Linked DNA regions of Mus musculus: region 1 is linked to region 2. The links are chromatin contacts, called in public HiChIP or PLAC-seq maps. All regions are on one chromosome and are shown on one strand. The core of a region is the stretch at or near the end of the contact, and the rest is flanking DNA. Distances in the headings are between cores, read along the strand shown. Region 1 holds the start of Hbs1l (Hbs1-like (S. cerevisiae)). Region 2 overlaps Ahi1 (Abelson helper integration site 1).

The links. HiChIP or PLAC-seq counts read pairs in DNA pulled down with a chosen protein or histone mark.
Region 1: an H3K4me3 HiChIP or PLAC-seq map of the SCID.adh cell line shows a contact between it and region 2, with 9 read pairs. The contact joins the promoter of Hbs1l here to the enhancer-like site in region 2. A contact is called at or near these places in 2 of 39 promoter capture datasets (both in embryonic stem cells), 15 of 115 datasets of contacts at active chromatin or transcription factors (the 230-238 cell line, the SCID.adh cell line, bone marrow-derived macrophages and 3 more) and 1 of 9 other capture datasets (embryonic stem cells).

Annotation. Positions count from the first base shown.
Region 1 is chr10:21,294,422-21,297,321 of GRCm38.p6, reverse strand. It overlaps Hbs1l (Hbs1-like (S. cerevisiae)), which reads right to left and starts at 1,343. Exons shown (of 18, transcript NM_019702.2): 1 at 1,146-1,343. The coding sequence starts at 1,188.
Region 2 is chr10:21,021,539-21,024,660 of GRCm38.p6, reverse strand. All of the region lies in intron 18 of Ahi1 (Abelson helper integration site 1), which reads right to left. Among named protein-coding and RNA genes, the nearest start is that of Gm20149, 21 kb to the left of the region's middle. Within about 2 kb of position 1,445, at least 19 of the 459 cell types and tissues checked have an H3K27ac peak or open chromatin away from gene starts, as enhancers often do. A contact at or near this core is called in the SCID.adh cell line, where this site is marked.

The DNA of each region.
Region 1 (2,900 bases), core at 94-2,593, 270 kb before region 2:
GTTACTGTAAACAGTCCTCATGTGTTAAGCAGTACCCTTAAATAGTCAATTATCACTGGCTGAGGAAATATATTGGTAATAAATGTCCCTTATTTCACAGCTACACAATCTCTTCCAGACTAAAGTCATTTCTTAGTGGTAGTGGTCCACCAGGCCTTTTATACAGACACTATGTATTCTTACAGTGAATGCCTGCCAAGTAAGATATTCCAGGCAGACTGGGTCAAAGTCTCCAGATGCAGCCCAGGTTGTTGGTTGGTCAAACCTGTTGAGGACACTGAAGCTCACAATCCCCCCAAAGGGGGTGTTAATAACAACCGCCTGCGTAAACATTGCATCTTCTCCATTTTAAAAAGCAGCAGGTCTTTAGGATTCTTGCATCACTTTACATTTGTGTTTATTTTTAGCTTCTGTGATGCTAAATGATGCTTATTATCATCCACTCAATGCCAACAAACTGCGAGTCCCTTTTTCATGACCTCCCCGCTGGTGTTATTTTTCCATTTCCTTTTTAAAATCAATCTACATTAAGCACTGTTTGCCAATAACTGAATTTATACACCTGAACATCAGCAAATCGACCCAATTTCTTGAGCCCTTTTAAACAAGAATCTTTTCTGTTTCTCACGTCCCCAGTTTTGAAATCCGTTGGAAAAAAATGGAGCAGTCAAAAACGCAGGGACACGGGGACAACGAAATAAATCTGACGTTTGTAGTAGGCCGGCCGCAGGTAAGCGCTAAGCCAGCCTCTTTTCTAACTACGGCCTCGTGGGCTTGTCTGAAGGAGGGCTTATGAGACAGACGTCAGGAACTCATTGCGGGATCCCCGCAGGAAACAGGGAAAGAAGAGGTGACGCTTGGATACGAACAGCATCGGATCCCGACCTCGCCACACCTATGGGCCCTGGAGATGCTACACCCCTGCCCGGTCGGTGAACTAGCTCAGCTAGGAGGCAGACAACACGCCGGCTTCCTCCCCGGGTGTTCCTCTCAGGTCCTGCTCGCTCTCCGCCCGCTCCCTCTCCGCCGAAGATCCCATTGCGAGCGTGGCTCCGGGGTCCATGCTCGATTCCAGGGAGATGTAAAGCGGCCATGGAGACAGCTGGAAGAGCTAAGGTCACGGCCGGCGCGGCCTTACCACCCACCTTCATCGTAGTTATATCCCCGGACGTTCCGATGCCGGGCCATCGCGCACAGACGGCGCCTGCCGCCGTCCCTTCCAGAAAAACTCGGCTCAGAAACCGACGAGGCGCAGACCGCGGGCGGAACACCTCTGCCGCGCCATCTTGTCTTCCGCCAGGCCTCTGCGCCGAGCGTCCGCGCATGCGCGACGTCATACCTGCGCACTTGGCGACGGCAAGCTCTCGGGGTCACTGCGGGCCTCCCGGGAACGCGTGCGCGCTCGCGAACTGGCGGGGGGGGGGGGGGGGCGAGGTCCCGCCCACAAGCGAATTGACTGACGTGGACTTCAAGGCCAGAAATGAAGCAACCAGAGGGTTGTTGAGCGGGATCCTTCACCTACACCGGTTTTCAGGATTATTTCCCAACTTTGGTTTTTGATCATCTGAAAAGCTGCCTATTTCGCTCAGTAAAAACAAGGACTTTGTTTCAGCTTTTAAGCCTTAGTAAACACTATAGGCAATCAATAAACGTGTAAATTTGGCATAATAATTAGTCCAAGCTGTAGAGGGAACTTTTTGAATGAGTAATTTTAGCTTTGAAATGTAGCCACACTGGGTCAATATGCTTCGCATGTAACTCATGGCTTCAGGTATGGGCTCCATATTAAATTCATTAACAGCTCTGGTAAACAACTGTCTGACCTTAGCTTTGTAAAATATTTCATTAGCACGAATTAATTAAGAAGGAAGCCTTAGACATTGATTGAATACATAAATATGTGAACTTGCTAAGGGTGTTTAGTACAGCTTTTCAGACACAGAACTAGCCTTGGGTGCTTATGATGTAATAATAACACATAAATCTATAACCTGTTATTAAACATCCTTGTTTCATACAACATAAGGCTAATAATGCTGTGTAAAAAACATCAACCTTATTATCACACTGAACAAACCATTTTATTGTAGCTTGTGCTTTCAATGCCAAGACCTGGAATCAAAGGCGAATGTCTAACACCACCTTACTCAGCTTTTCTAATCCACAACAATGAGGATAACACAAATTAAATCCATATTTGTAAAGGGCTCAGATTTGAGTTCTGACTGACTACCCAATGGTGTTCTTAACTCACAATGTTTCATATGGCTCCAAGGCAAAACTTTATAGACAAAAAAAAAAAAAAGTAGATGCTAATTTTATGATTTTTAAGTGTTTTATTTTATACCTTTAAATAATTTCCACATTGCAGCCTATTTCTTTGTAAGTGAAGATATTATCTTATACATTATCAAATTCATAAATAATATTTGCCCATGTAAGAGGACTTAGCACAGGACATTAAGTGCTAAAGAGTACTAAATGTGCTGGACCTGGTGGCTCAATTCCTTTAATCTTGGTACTCTGTAGACAGGGACAGGAGGACCAGGAATTCAAGGTCATCCTTGGCTACACAGGGAGTTCCAGGCCAACCAGCACTGTTGAGACCCTGTCTCAACGTCACGTACATAAAACTTAAAAACCAGGGTCAGCTTCTATCCCACTGTAAACGTGAATGCTGTTAATTACAAGTCACTGATGCGGCTATTGAAGTAAATGAGTTATAAACCGACCACATAACTAGTAGGGTGAATAAGAAAACAATCCTGCCTCAGACATGACACATAACTTGGGTGTGTGGACCAGTCTGTTCTGTATTGATTCCTGAAAATGGTATATTATTTACACTTGTTAGTTTCCCTGGCAAGGTGACATAACTCAGAGTCACCTGGAAATTGCCT
Region 2 (3,122 bases), core at 196-2,695:
CAGCTCAAACTCAAGTTTTAGAGATTCCAAATACAAAGGAAAACCTAACAAGTGAAGTCTCAGGATTTGGGGAAGGAAATACAAACTATGACCCATTGAAGGACAATCCAAGCAACAAATATCCAAGCATGACCAGAGAACTCCGAGTACGAAATCCGTCATTCTCAGTTCTCTCGTGCTGACTGCTGATCAGAAACAGGAAAAGAACGGTGTGGACAGCAGCTTCGGAAGGGATTCTTCATCTCTGCTGGACTTGAGAGATGACAGAATCTAATCTAATTAAATTCATTTAATTAGATGAGATGGCATGACCAGCTGTCTAACACATGCATTTATTCATCCTGACCTCATTTTTATAACTTAAAAAATACTGCTAATTATTTATGAGCTACTATTGTTGTATTAATGCTAAAAAATTAAAACAGTACTCCCTACATTTTATCAATCATTTTATAATTGATTTCACCTTGCATGCTACCATAACAGATCTCTAGAATCATCATTGAGCAGCAAGAAAACCAGGCTTGCTAGCCTCTACTAACTGTATGAACGTCTTCACAGGCTGTCCCTGCTCCTCAAATTTAAAGCTCTTCTCTTTTAGTATGCACTAACTTAAAAAAAAAAAAAAACACCTCAGTTCAAAAATCACTGAATATTTAAATATTTCTTGTCTTTTTCTATCAACAACAAAACCTGCTGATTCTCTGAGGGTAAGCTCCAAAATCTAATTATTTTAATAATTAAAGGAGACTCAAACCCAGGGCCCCAAGCACGCCAACCGCACCAGACACGCACGGTCAGCTACCAAGTCACCCCAGATTTTTAGTTTTTTTTTTTTAATAATTGCAACATTTATTATTATTTATCCTTTTATTGATTGTGTGTGAATTTCTCATCATGCACCCAACCCCACTCATCTCTCTGTCCACTGATATCTGCTCTCCACCCTTGCAACTCGCCCCCCAAAACCAAAACTAAAACCAAAGAAACTGCACTATCCGACAGTACATCCTTTTGTCCTCATATCTTTCCTTGCAAATGTTTATTGCAGTGAGTCACTGGTCTGGTTCGAGGCCTCTGGCTTCTGCTACACTATCAATACTGGATCCCTACCAGCCTCCTCTCTGATATCTTGTTGCTCTGAGTCATGGAGATCCTGCGGCTTTGGAGGTGCAGGACCAGTTTCTTCACGCAGTGCATAGATGGGGTAGATAATGGCATGGGGCCAACTCAAAGCCCTGGATCTGGGCTTGGGTGGTATCGAGGCTGGTCAGCTCACCAGTTCTTCCACACCCACACAACCAGAGCCAGCTCTCCAGCACTGCCTGGACTATCACCCAATGCCAAAGCCAACAATGGGCAGGCAGGGCCAGCTCTCCTGCCAAAGCCAACAATGGGTAGGCAGGGCCAGCTCTCCCGCTCTCATACCCTCAGGCTGGCCCACCTGCACCCACACCACTAGGGCAGCTCTATTCTGCTGCCCAGGACAGGTGCAGGGCAAGCTCTCCTGAGTGCTGTGGCCAGCAAAGGGGAGGCATCTCTCCCTTGCCCACACCACCACATTGCAGGCTAGGGAGCTTTAGATTTTCATCTCAGCAAGCAGCACCATCATACTGTTTGGCTAACTGCAAACTGATTAGAAGGTAAAATAGTTTAGTGACTTACTGAGCAATAAAGGCAGGATTAATCCCTAATCTGAAACGGTCTCTTCTACATAGCACGGCCTCTATTAGCCAACAAATGTAACAAAATCTTTAATAACAAAATGCCTTTCTCCTGTTTTGATGCTACCTATTATAGAAAGACACTTTCTTAAGAGGGAACAGAGTTGGGTTACAAGAAACACCTTGTATTCTTCTTCACGCTTCTTGCGTTGTTTCTGAAGACAGCAAACCCAAGAGATGCTTGCAAAGAGTGTTTTGTTGGGTGGTCATCTGAGGGGCAAAGCGTGATCCTGCCAACCCGTGTACTCATAACAGATCTTGACATGCTACCTCAGTTTTTATGTCTGTTTTGATCTTAATACCACATCCCAAAGATGACCTCAAGTTGGCACTTGGAGAGAAAGCTAAAGTCTCAACAGTCCGTGGCTCCCCTCACCGTGCCCTCCGAGTGCTTCTCCACACCGTGTTCACTGTCCTTCACACCCTTTCTCTCCGTAACAGCTCACCGAGCCAGGTCTTAAGTAAGGTTTTCTCCATTATTTGTCTACAATGATTTCAAATGAGGATGGGGAAGTCTCGAATAGCCTCATGCTATTTAATCTCAAGACATTTTGCATATTTCAAAGGCAAGAGTATTTTTATGACCCAAACAATGCTCTGAAGTGAGAAATTCAGGTGCTTCTAGCTAGAGCGAGGATGCCAGCTGCCCAGGCAAAGGGAAATTAGGAATCAGATCAAAGACACCAAAGACCAAGTCTTTGTCACCATGATGAAGGTGCTGAATTCAGAGAAGTATTTAAAAAAAAAGTCTTTCAAAATCCATACATTAAAAGCATTTGATTCTTTTAACACACTAAAGTACAATTAAAGATATCTGCTTACAGAAAAAAAAATCAGTTCATTCTGGAGATTATCTTTGATCTATGACAATTAACTAATTTTTCTCATTTATCTCACCACTGAATTGAAATTTTGGAATTTTGAAAAGTCTGAAATCAGAATTCAATAGACACTCTTTTTCAATTAACAGTTTCAAGTTCGTTAAGTAGCACTAGGAAGACTGTGCCAACTCTGATGGCTGAGGGAAGTCTTTGAAGCTTAATTTGCTTTCCTTACAATGGAAACCCCCTTTTAAACATCAGCTGTGTTTATTGAGTCATTCTATTTCCTAATTTTTGCCAAAATGTATTTTTCCTTTGAGACACAAGAATCATCATGTTTCCAGCTTAGATGTAATACAAACTCAAGTTTATAATTAAAAAGATACGAAGATTAAATGAACAAAGTTACTTTATCTTGCTTGACCTATCTATTTAATCTGAATTACATTTAATTTAGAGAAATGATATGAATAAAAAATACACAATACGTAAAATATTCTCTTTGAACAATAACTTGGAAAGATGATACAAACACTGCCCTGCCAGCAGTGAAAAATTTTGATATTTTTGCCCTCAT